Linked DNA regions of Oryzias latipes: region 2 is linked to region 1. Evidence: chromatin contacts called from public Hi-C data. All regions are on one chromosome and are shown on one strand. The core of a region is the stretch at or near the end of the contact, and the rest is flanking DNA. Distances in the headings are between cores, read along the strand shown. Region 1 has its middle 94 kb from the start of paqr3. Region 2 has its middle 6.6 kb from the start of paqr3.

The links. A called contact is a pair of places that touch in the nucleus more often than the background predicts.
Region 2: a contact with region 1 is called in a Hi-C map of embryo, with 2.7 times the contacts expected there. The contact joins two enhancer-like sites. A contact is called at or near these places in 3 of 5 Hi-C or Micro-C datasets (embryo, fibroblasts and gastrula embryo).

What each region holds. Positions count from the first base shown.
Region 1 is chr9:32,641,133-32,648,504 of ASM223467v1, forward strand. No RefSeq gene overlaps it. Among protein-coding and RNA genes, the nearest start is that of paqr3, 94 kb to the right of the region's middle. Within about 2 kb of position 4,714, at least 1 of the 8 cell types and tissues checked has an H3K27ac peak or open chromatin away from gene starts, as enhancers often do. A contact at or near this core is called in embryo, where this site is marked.
Region 2 is chr9:32,729,010-32,735,495 of ASM223467v1, forward strand. No RefSeq gene overlaps it. Among protein-coding and RNA genes, the nearest start is that of paqr3, 6.6 kb to the right of the region's middle. Within about 2 kb of position 4,497, at least 5 of the 8 cell types and tissues checked have an H3K27ac peak or open chromatin away from gene starts, as enhancers often do. A contact at or near this core is called in embryo, where this site is marked.

The DNA of each region.
Region 1 (7,372 bases), core at 3,464-5,963:
TGTGTGTGTGTGTGTGTGTGTGTGTGTGTGGGTGTGGGTGTGGGTGTGGGTGTGTGTGTGTGTGTGTGTGTGGGTGTGGGTGTGGGTGTGGGTGTGGGTGTGTGTGTGGGTGTGTGTGTGTGTGTGTGGGTGTGGGTGTGGGTGTGGGTGTGTGTGTGTGTGTGGGTGTGGGTGTGGGTGTGGGTGTGGGTGTGTGTGTGGGTGTGGGTGTGTTCTCAGAAGCTCTCAGAAACTAAACCGTTTGGGTGTCCTGGTTTCTGGGGCAACAACTCTGGGCTCCACCAGCCTCTGTGGGAATCCACTTGATCCTCTGATTGATTTGTGATCAACATTGTTGTCCAGAACACTGAGTGGAAATGTTCCAATCCGTTACGGTGGGAGCATGAAGCTCCACCTTTGGATTGTAGCTGCACAGAGAAGGTCACTTTTTTCTCTACATGAAGGGGAAATAAAACTCAGTCCAACATTTGGATGAAGATACTTTCCCGGACAGGTGAAGGACTTCACTCCGCTGTCAGTGCTTGGTTTTCTGACACTGAGAGGAGAATCTGTGGGAGGATTTACAGAGTCTCTTTGTTTGTGGCTCAGAAGCCGCTGAAGATTTCCTGTCTGGGCCAATCTTCATCACAGCTTGAGTCACCTCAGCGACAGATGTCATCAAAATCAGTGACAGCCGATCATGCTGATCCCCCTGTAATCATGTGCTATGATCCTGCCGTGACATGGAGCTGTGGGAAATATGTCCACAATATCATTGCCGTGGGCAGATGCAGCAGCTCCGCCCCTCCAAATCCCGCCCTCGTCTTTGTCCTTTCTTCCTCTCCCTCTGTGGACTCGCTGCAGGTCGAGCTGCCTGTGTTTGACTCACCTGCAGCGTCTTTTAGCTGAAAAACTAGACTTAGGGTGGTGCGTTTCTGCTCGCTGGTTGTTTTTTGCCCCGTCCTGCCCACAGAGCGGCGTGCAGCTGCCGTCCCTGTGCCTCAGCGGCAGCTCTGTGGAAAAGGCCAGCACACAAACAGACTCTCTGAAACAGAATGTGGCATATGCTGGAGCACGCCGGCCTCATCAGTCGTTCCTGCGGCGCTCAGCTCTTTGTGTTCTCCCTTCATGAAGCCCCTCCAAGGCAAAATCCTCCCAAACAAGTTCATCTTTTCATCCTGACACCTTGCAGAAAAAAGGGAAGTTTGCATATTTGCTGCATGCCGAGGGCAACAACGCTCATCACTGTTTCCACAAAAACCTTGACAAAGGTCACAACACATCTGTCTTTTACAGAAACGAACATTCCCGCTTGGCCACTGTGGCTTTCAGCTGCAGCTTTCCCAGCGTCTGCTCAGGAGGAGATGAAAGAGGCCGCCGTGAACGTCCACTGGGTTTTGTTGCAGGCCAGGAGGGAAAAGCGTCCCAACGCAAGCAGTTCAGATCACTTCTCGTGGTGTTTCCTGCAACATTTGTAATTTATAGAGCACTGAGGTCCATAAACGGAAGGCCTTATTAAATATTTCCATTATGAGGGGAATATCAGAAAATAATAAAGCCCTTTTACACTTTCTTTAGACTTCAATCTGCTGTTCCCAGCAATTTATGAATCTTTAAAAAGCTTTACGATTTCCTCCTGTCAGAGAAAGGAAGTCGGGTTGAGTCTTTGTCAAAGTGACTGTGGACAGCAGCAACATTTGGACCCAACATAAAAGACTGGAAGTCCAGTAAAAGGGAAGTGCTTCAGCCAGATGAGCCTTTTTACCGCCTCAGCCTTTTTTCACGCTTTCATGCAGAAATTATGCATCTTTCTTTAACAGAGCCGTAAAGGTTACACAGTCGTTTAAGCAGCAGTTCAGACAGATTGATGTTTGTGTCATTACAGCAGCCAATGAGACGCACCCCTCCCCCTTCTGACGCCAACATAAAGAAGAAATGAGCCCCATTCGCTGATGACATTGGAGATACGTCCGAGTGGGAGCCCAGGCGTCGACGGCAGTTATAGCCTGATAGTCGCCAGCAGAAGATGACAGAGCCCCCTCTGCAGTCATGCTGCTGTCAGCTCAAGTCATTGGAAGAAGTTCACAATTTCCATAGAAACACTCTGATCAGAAATCTTTGATTTATGGGGACTTATCTCCACGATCAGGAAACTGCTGCTCCTCCCTCTCTGCCATCGCTGTCCTCCTGTTGATGCCCCAAGGTGCATCTTTCAAACAGAGGTGGTGATTAAAGCTGACACCACACTGGGTTCAGAAAGCAGCGTAGCTGAAGCACCGCCGACCTGACGCGAGGGGCAACTCACCTTTTACAAGTAACTTTGCTTCCAGTAAATTCCATCGATTCCTTTTCTAAACATTGGAGTGATTTGCAGAGCGGCATGCTTCTGCAGCTTGTGAGGAACTCCAGATATTTGATGCATGCAAATCTATTTGATGGGGGGGGGGGCAAGAGTCTGGCAATACGATACGTTTCATGATACAATATGTGTCCCAAGACAATACCAGAGACGTTATTTCACTATCGTTTTTTACAGAGGATGACTTAGATAAAACCCTGAGAATAGTAAGTTTATTTAATGATCAGAACATTAAGCACTGCAACTGTACCTCACATTCCCGCAGAAAAGTCACGGTGCTTTTCTTATGGTAAATTAAGAAGTATTTGTTCTCAAAGGGAAACGTCAACATTGTCTGATTTCTACAACAAAATATTTTTCAATAAAAGAAAACATAAAAGCTGCCATAACCAGTACGGTTCAATGATCATTTCTGAGGAAATAAAGTACAGTATTTTACGAATACATGTCGGGTTTTTTCATAGGTTAGCCAGACGCGCAACTTATACTCAGGAGTGATTTATTTGTGATTTTTTTAAACATGATCAGGCTCGGATATTGATTTTCCCACTAACAACCAAGTGCCCTCTAGTGGTTGTTTCCCACTGACTACCACTAGAGGGCACTGTAGGTTCATGTATCAGTATTTGCTGCAGACAGAAGAAGAAGCGCTGTCCAAAACAAACATGGAGGAGCATCTGATCGTTCCCTCCCTGAATATTAAGATGTTTTTCTTATTTGCATCGAGACGTTATTATTAGTGTTTTTATTTGTTCCTTCCTTAGACTAACCCGAGACGGCAAGTCATCAAACTGGGTCACAGAGAGACAAAGGAACAGCTGAAAACACTGTCCTTCAGACGCAGCTCCTACAGTAGAAAAAAAGACTTTGGACAATCACTGAGCGTTCAGTTTGACATCAAAAGAGGCAGCCGACGCAAGTCTGAGGCATGAACCGCGTTGGGTGTGCACGCAGTATGCCAGGCGTGACAGCGAGCGCTTGAATGAGCCACAGATGCTTTATTTCCTTCTTTCTGCTCTGCAGCGCCGCGTCTCCGTTTTCTCCGTAAACACGCATGTCACCGCTCATCGCCACGACGACCGTCTGTGTCTTATCCATCAGGTCGCTGAATTCAAATCTTTTGCTGTGAAGTTCAGCAGAGCTTTGGCCTTCTTCGCCTTCAACATGTTGACTGAGGCTCCGTGGTCAGAGCACAGAGCACCGTTAACATTGGGAGTGGGGTCATCTAGACCCACTAGACAGTGCTCTGAACCTTTTTTCTTCAATGATTTGTGATCTTCACAGGTGTCCATGGATTACATGAAATCTTTCCACCTTTATCCACCTTTGTCATGGTAGGGAGAACACCTCAATGTGAGGGGGGGGGGGGTCATCTAAGATAGCACAAGGGTTACACTGGCAGGATTATCAATCCAGCTGTGGTCCTGATTTCAGGTCAGCATCTGTCTGTTTGATGAGCTTTTCTGAAAATCCTCCAGGTTTCTGTCTGAGCCGCACAGATTGTAGATTGTCTTCTTCCTCTTTACATTCAATTTACATTCAATATTAAAACATGAACTTCACTGACTTTTGAAAAAGGTTTAACAACAACTCTGCTCTTCCAAAACCAACCCAGTCTGGTCTCTAGATAGGATTATTTGGTTCAATGTGCATCAAATCGTAAACTTTGATCTTCCGCTGCAGGAGCCAGTGGCGAGGTGGGCGGAGTTGCAGATTTGAACCCTGGTTTCCAATGCAGCAGTCCTACACGCCTCCAACCGAGACATCCAACCGCTTTTCTAAACTCTTTTGTTAAAAACAGACAGATGAGAGCTGAAGGCCTCTTGAGTTGGACAGATGTTACTGTTACAACAGGGGTTCTGGATCTTCTGACACACTGCGTGGAGATGGGCCGCCGGAACCAGGAAGCCCTGTTGCCAAGGGCCTGGTTCCCCCCACCAGGGATGGGGTAGGGGAAAGATGGTCCCAGGTCCCACCTTCCTTGTGTACTGTGGGTGTGTACGTGTTGGAATGTAAATTGTTTTGGGGTAAAGGGTAAGAGTACTAAAGGGTGCAGTTAAAATGGGTGGGTGTGGCACTGAGAGGACATCTGAGAAAGCCTTTTTTCTGAACTCTACGATGTGAAATAGTCATTCCTGTAGGGGGCAGATTGTTTGGCTACACATGTTATAAAGAGCTGAACGAAGGCGGTTACACCTCCACATGCCTCTCTGAGTTGTTTTGCAGTCTAAAGACTGTCAGACATCTGCATCCTTGCTCCCTGATGAAGGCGGCGATGATGATGGTGCACTTTTGGGGCCAACAGATTAAAACAGTAAGCCGGTGACCCATTACTGAAGGGGTGTTTGAGCCCATAATCCGTCTGTCTTGTTGTAAGTGAAACCTGCTTTGTGGGGTTTTCAGCCGCGGTGCTGACAATACAAAGGATCCTTTGACGGGACTGAATGCTGTTCTCTGCTTTTTGGACTGCAGGCAAACACAAAGACAGAGCAGATATTCTCCAGGAAGTCCTAAAAACCTCCTGACTTTCCCCAGAAATGGATGCTTTGGTGATCCTGCTCTGGCTGTTCCTGCACCAACAGCAACCGTGTTACAGCAACTTCTGCCAGGCCTTGAGATCTGCCATGAGAAGTGATGCACAGCATGCCCCCCCCCACAGGTTCCATAACTACACATTCAGCAACAGCAATTGAAAATGATTGATTACAATATTTTAAACTGGTCAACGGTCTGACCCCCCTGGGACAGAGGATCAAGAATTTTTGAGGAAATAAATGTCATGACTGGCTTTTATTTAGGCCCTGCAAAGTGGCGGTGACCTGTCCAGGCACTCCCCCACCTTCCCCCAACAGTAGCAGGGACAGGCTCCAGCAACACTGTGACCCCAAAACAGAGCAGCAGGTTCTGAAAAATGATGGATGGACACAAACCAGAGATCCTTCACAGAAGAGTTGGACTAGAATCTGTTTGGGAGGTTGTGGGCGGGACAGATGTGGACGGGTTTATTGGGTCAGGCCGCTGCGTCTTACCGTCTGAGCCCACGCCGTGGCATAGTGACACATTTTTATTTTGAGGATTATCTTTTCTTAAAGGGGGGTGGACAGACGTTTGTGTGCAACTCATAGTGTTTCCAATGTCAACAAACACAAATCTGTGAGCATTCTGAATGGGGGGGGGGTCTCTGCAGAAAGCTGATTAAGCTAAAGTCAGGACTCATTCATGCTGGTTTCTGTCTCACATCCTGGTACTCGTACAATCAGAAGACATGATTGGTGACTTAAGTCGAGTGTTTGAGTCTATGGAACATCCATTCAACTGCATATTAAAGGATCCTTAAAGGAACATTCTTCTGACAATAAAAATGTTCCTTTTTTCCCAACTAAATCTAAAGAGGAAGAAACTAAATTCCAAGTCTTTCCTGAACTCCCCATAACATAATAGATGAGTTTTTTTACAGTGGGGGTGTAGGAAATAATCGATTCAGTGACATATCCCAGTAATTTATTTGGTGATTCTTATCTATATATTTATAGTTGTTTATTCATCATCTTATCTGCAGCAGACTGAATCTCCAGAGAACCATCTGAAGTTAAATTTTCAGTCATTGTTTCTGCCTGAACTGTGACGGATGAGCTCACTAAAACATGTACAGCTTGGTTTTAACTAGGGATGGGTAGCAGAACTCTGGCCCAAGTTGCTGCCGGTACCATTTAACCCTTGTGCTATCCTATGACCCCCCCCTTCCATTGAGGTGTTCTCCCTACCATGACAAAGGTGGATAAAGGTGGAAAGATTTCATGTAATCCATGGACACCAGTGAAGATCACAAATCATTGAAGAAAAAAGGTTCAGAGCACTGTCTAGTGGGTCTAGATCAGTGTTTTTCAACCAGTGTGCCCTCATTCACTGATCTAAAAACATTTCCCATCTCCAGGATTTCAGCTTCTGTGTTCATCCAAACCAGCCCTGATAAAACAATGAGTAGTTAGGAATATGACAGATCACAAAATACTTTTTTCTTTCTGTTTATTTGATTCTATTAAAGACATTTTGGTAAGAATGACGGTGCCGCGATTAAGCTGCAACTACAGCTATATTAGGAAAAGTCCCGCCCCTTTAACTGTCTCCGCCAATCATTCTTGAAGGCTCAATCATATGTCATCAGTCTGACCAATCAGACGTGGTTAAAGTCTTCACTTCCTTGTTCTGATTCTGCTGATAAAGTCTCTCAGTTCCAACAGAAATACCAGCTAAAGCTCGTCTTTAGTGGTGTAGCTTTCCACAGAATCCGGTGTCAGACCGTGGAACAAGTGAACAAAACAATGAAGCTCAGAGATAAGAGTCTGTCTGACATCACTACATCTCCCATGATGCATTGGGTTAAAGCGACAGCGTCTCAGCGCATAATGAGTCTTCCTTGTTAAACGTCTTGAAACCACAACGAACACATCAAACAGTTTTTAAATCTTCTAACTTAACTTTTATTTCATCTTTAAGAAAAAGCAGCTGCAACTTCCTGCTTTTGCTGCCACAATTATCACAAAAATGCACGTGAGATTGCGGGTGGAGGGGGGGGTGTAGATCAATACAGACTGTGAGTTTCTGCTTTTCTTTTTTTGGATGCTTGTGTGCCGCGGGGTTTTTGTCAAGGGTTACCCTTGTTCTATCCTAGGCACTTCAACATTGGGAGTGGGGTCATCTAGACCCACTAGACAGTGCTCTGAACCTTTTTTCTTCAATGATTTGTGATCTTCACTGGTGTCCATGGATTACATGAAATCTTTCCACCTTTATCCACCTTTGTAATGGTAGGGAGAACATGTCAATGGAAGGGGGGGGGGGGTCATAGGATAGCACAAGGGTTAAAATGTGCCGTGGCTCAAAAAAGGTTGAAAAAAACTGGTCTAGATGACCCAACTCCCAATGTCAAAGTGCCTAGGATAGCACAAGGGTTACTGCGACAATAAGCTGGCATCATAACAACGCCATAGTGTGATATATACAGGGCACAAGTGAAGGTCTGAGCTCCCGGCG
Region 2 (6,486 bases), core at 3,247-5,746, 88 kb after region 1:
CCATTTTAGGAGAACATGAACACTCACCTGAGCACAGGTGTTAACTCACCTTTGCACTAATAGTTTGCGTGATTGAACGAAATATTTCACACTAGTTGGCTTGAAGGCATAAGTATGCGTGTGTGAACACTATCAACACTATCTCTATTGCATACATGTTGATTTGTGGACATTTTTGCAGCTAACAGGTGTGTTTATAATATTTGAGTGTGTGTGTGGACAGGCCCAGCTCCTTTGAGATCTGTATTACATCTGTACCTTACCGTAATGATAAACATCCAGCAGCTTGTTGCTCCGAGCCGCTTCATGGTTTTACCCCCCCCCCCCTCCTCCTATGATCACCCTCCTATCCCCCTCTCTCTAACATCCCTCTCTCTTCTCCCCTCCTTTTTCTTTTCCGTTTGGTCCAACACAAAGATTTTTTTAAATGATTGAAATGAATAAAGTTTGGCCTCAATTACAAAAGGGGTTTATTCAGACGTACCTCTGGTTTGTCAGAAGATTAACCTCTGTTGTTAAAGTAAAATATGTCCAACACAAGAGGCCTTCATTTCTCATCTGTCTGCGCAGCTGTTGGACAGGACAAATAAAAAATAAATAAATAAATAAACTCCTCCACCTGGGGCAGGGACATTCCACCCACCGAGAGATTGCAAACTACCTCTCTCCGGTCGAGAACCATGGCCTCAGATTTAGCAGTGCTGACCCTCATCCCAGCTGCTTCACACTCTGCCGCAATCCGCCCCAATGCACGCTGGAGGTCCCGGCCCGATGAAGCCAACAGGACAACATCGTCTGCAAAGAGCAGAGAGGAAATCCTGTGGCCCCCAAACCAGACCCCCTCCAGGCCCTGGCTGCGCCTAGAAATTCTGTCCATAAAAACTATGAACAGAACCGGTGATAAAGGGCAGCCCTGCCAGAGTCCAAAATGGACCAGGAACAGGTCTGACTTACTAACGGCGAACCAAACTCCTACTCCGGTCATACAGAAATCAGACAGCCCTCAGTAAGGCTCCCCAGACCCCATACTCCCAGAGCACCCTCCACAGGATACCATGGGGGATGTGGTCGAACGCCTTCTCCAAATCCACAAAACCCATATGGACTGGATGAGCGAACTCCCACAATCCCTTCAGCACCCTAAAAAGGGTAGAGAGCTGGTTCACTGTTCCATGGCCAGGACGGAAAACGCACTGTTGTTCCTGAATCTGAGGTTCGACTATCGAACGAATGCTCCTCTCCAGTACCCTGGCATAGACTTTCCCAGGGAGGCTAAGGAGTGTAATTCCCCTGTAGTTGAAACACACCCTCTGGTCCCCCTTCTTAAAGAGGGGAATTACCACCCCTGTCTGCCAGTCCAGTGTTACAGTTACCGACTGCCACGCGATTCTGCTGAGACGTGTCAGCCAAGACGCTTCCACAGCATCCAAAGACTTTAGGTACTCAGGGAGGACTTCATCCACTCCCAGAGCCTTGCCACTGAGGAGCTCATTGACTACCTCAGTGACTTCAGCTTGGGTAATAGACAGCCTCACTCCAAAATCCTCATTCTCTGCTCCTTCGAAAGAAGGCGTGTCAGTGGGATTGAGGAGATCCTCGAAGTATTCCTTCCACCGCCCGACAATGTCCCCAGTCGAAGTCAACAGCTCCCCACCTGAAAACGGTCCCTGTAGAGAACTGCGTTCCCCTCCTGAGGTGCCAGATGGTTTGCCAGTATTTCTTTGAGGCCAACCGATAGTCCTTCTCCATGGCCTCACCGAACTCCTCCCAGGACCGAGTTTTTGCCTCTGCAACAGTCTGGGCCGCAGCTCACTTATACTGCCAATACCATTAGCTGCCTCTGGAGTCCCACAAGCCAGCCAGGCCTGGTAGGACTCTTTCTTCAGCTTGACGGCATCCCTTACTTCCGGTGTCCACCACCGGGTTCGGGGGTTACCGCCGAAGCTCCGAGCAGCAGCAGAGACAATGGAAGTGGAAACCATGGTCCACTCTGACTCAATGTCCCCAACCTTCCTCGGTACCTGTTGAAGTTCTCCCGCATGTGAGAGTTAAAGACCCGGCCTCCTTCCCCACCTTCCACCTTCGGCTCTGTGTCTAAGACACAAGGCCAAAGGTCGCCTGAAACAACTACAAAGTCGATCATTGACATCCTGCCTAGGGTGTCCTGATGCCAGGTGTATTGATGGAAACCCTTGTGCTCGAACATGGTGTTCTTTATGGAAAAACTATGACGAGCACAGAAGTCCAATAACAAAACACCACTCGGGTTCAGATCAGGGGGGTATTCCGACCAATCACGCCCCTCCAGGTGGGAGGGGCATTGAAGTCCCCAAGAGGAAAATGGAGTCTGCCATTGGGGCACTGTCTAGTACCCCTTCAAGAGACACCAAGAAGGTCGGGTACTCCAAACTGCTGTTCGGCCCGTAAGCCGAAACCCCAATTAGAGACCTGTCCTCCACCCGGAGGTGGAGGGACATGACCCTCTCGTCCACCGGGGTGAACTCCAACACTTGGCGGCTGAGCTGGGGGCTCACGAGTAAGCCCACACCAGCCTGCTGCCTCTCACCTTGAGCAACTCCAGAGTGGTAGAGAGTCCAACCCCTCTCTACCGACTGAGTTTCAGAGCCCAGGCCGGTATCTCTCAACCTCTCGCACTAGCTCAGGCTCCTTCCCTCCCAGAGAGATGACGTTCCATGTCCCAAAAGCCAAGTTCCGTGACCGGGGTTTGGGCGGCCGAAGCCCCCGCCCTCGACTGCCACCCAGACCACATTGCACCGGTCCCTTTTGAGGTCTCCTAAGGGTGGTGGGCCCATTGGAGGAAGAGCCCCAGTCACCAGGCGCTCGCCTGTGAGCCCCAACCCCAGGCCTGGCTCCAGAGTGGGGCCCCGGTGACGCCAATACGGGCGATGTTATCAGGTCCTTGTTCTTTACTTTCATCAGACGGTTCTGAATTGCTCTTTGTCTGGCTGGTCACCCAGGACCTGTATGCCATGGGAGACCCTACCAGGGGCTTAAGCCCCAGACAGCTTAGCTCCTGGGATCACTCGAGCCCTCAAACTCCCCTAACACGTTAAGGTGGCGGTTCACAGGGCAGTAGTTCAAGTTATTAAAGTGATAAACTGGCCAATAAGATGCCTCAATAAAGGTAGGCGGTCTCACATCGAATGTTCAAAGCGTTTGATTGACAGATTCTCCTGAGCCGCCTTTCATTGGAAGGGGTGTGGCCTTCCAACATGCTCACTCCTGATTGGACAGAGCGGTTTCCATAGAAATGAAGATGGACCAATCACTACTTATTGAGGAAATCTGACTCCGGAATGGCGACAAACATCAGAGAAAAATGGCGATTGAATTGACTTCATTTAGTTGGAACCAGAAGGATGACATCACAATCGCTCTGTCCAGTTCTGCTATACAGACTATGGTTCAGCCTGGACAAAACGCCCCCTGCTGGACATTTCCCTAATAACCAAATTGCTAGGAACAACAACTGGACGAACCATTCTGACCTGTCAAAGCCTGAAGAGAAGAAAGACATTTGTGATTGACAGGCGGGTTTATTTAGGATTATTGCTGAATCGTTTTGAGTGGGTCCTTCATTGTGTTTCACTTTATTCTATATGTGGTACCACTGAATTGTTTGTTAGGAAACAATGATCTAGAATAGTTTTAAGGTAAAAAAAAAAACTAACCAAAGCGGTTACTGGTCCAGATTCGGCTGTAGCCGTGCTTGGAGGTGGTACATATGTACATAAAATTCAGCCTAAACTGCATTTCTGAGTATTTTCTGGTTGGAAGCCCAGCAGGTTTTTGTCTGAGATCTTTCCTTCTCATTCTTACAACGTTCCCGGTGAGGACATTTCTTTATCGTTCTTGTGGCGTTCAGGATCACATTTAGAGGAGCTGACTCACGCCGGTGACCGGCCTCTGTTGTTCTCCTCTGCTGTGCGACACCAGAACCGTTCTGCAGCGACTGCTCCTCTGCTGCACGCCGACCACCTTCATTTCTGGAGCCCCTCCTCCACCATCCATGGAAAATGCTGCACACATGTTCACACAATAAATAACACCATCACACAACAGGAAAAGGACAACAACTACTAAACAAAAGAAATCTGCCTTTTTACCCCCTCCCACACCAAAAAAAGCCCCAGAATGCATCATGCTGATGGGATTGGGCAGCATCGCTTTAAGCGGGGCAAATGACGATGAGCGGAATGCCTCCATGTCCAGCTTTGTGAGGAACCTTTACTCAGGGTCTTCCTCTGGTTTCATGCAGGTTCAAATAACAGATCAGCGCTGTCTGCTGGGGGGGGGGCATCCTTCCTGTCATCTATTTTTCACCACGTTTTAATCCGTCCTCTATTTCCTTCATTCCAGCGGTTCCTATATCCTTCGTGACCCCAGCCGGCCTGTTTGGTAATACAGGCCTGAGCGGCCTCCCGTCTCCACACATAGCAGGTACAACAGCACCCCCCACAGCCTCGGGACGGGGAGGCGCCGTGTCCACTCACGGCTCCCCCATGGGTGGCTCTGCAGTCCTTTGTTGGAGCCTGCAGTGAAGAAGGAGCATGCAGCTGCTGTTCACACATTCATCCTGACACGGGGGGGGGGGCACATGTACCTGCAGGATTCACCACACAGAATTAGGTGACACCACTCAGGACATGTAGACATGTCTGAACTCACAGTGGAAAGAAAACAGCGTTAATCTTTTTTCTCCTCAGATCTCTGAAAAATCTCCTCTGCACAAAAACCCACACATCCAATGTCATCAGATTTGTAATTTGCATTAAAGACGGAGCGATACAGATGGGATTAGTGCTGATAAATGAGAAAGAGCCTCAACAGTGTTCTCCCCACAGGCGCAGAGTGACCCCTGGAGGACGCAGGCGGAACTGCAGCTCCTTTGTTTTACAGGAACTGATTTTCACACAGAACTTCCTTCACTTCAACTTCTGTTGACTGAAAAAGACCTTTTGTCTGCATAAATAAAGGTAAATAACAATATTAATACATTCCTATCAATTATGAGAGGAGCCCAGAGAAGGACTGGCCATCTGTCCAGGGTGGACCCCGCCTTCGCCCAGCAGCAGCTGGGATAGGCTCCAGCAACTTTGTGACCCTGAAAGGGATTCAGCAGGTTGGATGGATAGCTGGATGAATGGAAGGATTATAAGAGGATTCCTACTAAAACAACAGCAAAAAAACAAAAGGAATGAAAGTAATGACAAAGTCTTTAGAGATCACAATTCAGGTGAATTTTCATAAGCAGCGTTTGTTTGGCATCAAATCCTGCTAGAGTGCCAAACATCCTCCGATGGTCAGAAAGGAAAAGCATCAGATTCCCAGTGAGTCCTGCGGCGGACAGGTCGCCTTCAGGCAGAAACCTGGAAAACGTTCCGTCTTTTTCAGCCTTTTGGACGAGTTCCTAATCTGATGGCTGCTTGTAACAATCATGAAAAACCTTTTCAGGTCCAGAAAATACACAATTACATGTTTTTAGAGCTAAATCTTCTTTGGAAAATTCAGGAAAACTAATCTGAGTTTTGCAGCAAGAGGATAAGTGACGGCGCATATGTGGGCTCATCCATGAAAAAAAGAGCTTACTGCTTCATGTTTCTGAACGCACGGCAGAAAAAGAGCCTGGTCTTTGTGCTGCTGAGCTCAAACAGTTGGCCTGAGTGGTGACGCTGAGCTTATTGTTTCTGATCCATTAAGGATTAAGCATAAGTTTTGTGGAACTGCAGAAGGACAGTTGCTGCTTCATTAATCTGATTCCCAGCAGCAGCGGCTCCTGAAACATCAGCATGTTCTCTTAATCCCTCGTGTTGTAAAAGAGAAATTGTTTTTGCTTTTCTTTGGAATCCAGCAGGAATTAGGAGTCAGGGAAGCAGATGGATCTTCTAAGACCCAAAAAAGTACAAGGCAGATTATGATTAATGCTTTTCAATATTGTTATGCTGATGAAACTTTTGACAATCAAGCCACAACAGCAGATGAACAGATAGAGTCACAGCAGAGCTGCTGCTCCGCCTGGACCTTTCAGGACCGTCCTGCTGAGAGAGTGCTAACGCTACACCCCTGTGCCGCCCGGGGGGGGGGGGGGGGTCGCTTTTCTAACCCGCTGCATCCCTGTCGGGGTCACAGGGTCACTGGAGCCTGTCCCGCCTACTGTCAGGCGAAGGCGGGGTTCCCCCTGGGCGGGTCGTCAGGCCGTCCCACACAATCCCACGGTGACAACCTGCAGCGTGTCTTTGGACTGCAGGAGGCAGCCGGAGTGAAAACACACGTGCACGGGGAGAACGTGCACACTCCACACAGAAAAGTCCCAGTCGGGATTCGAACCATGGCCTTTCAGTGAAAGGCCAGAGTGGTGAGCACTGCACCACTGTTCCTAGAATTCATGCCTTCTTGGATAGCAATATACATATTTTTAATTTTTTCAATTCATCTGGACCACCAGTTGTTGCAGAGGTGGAGCGG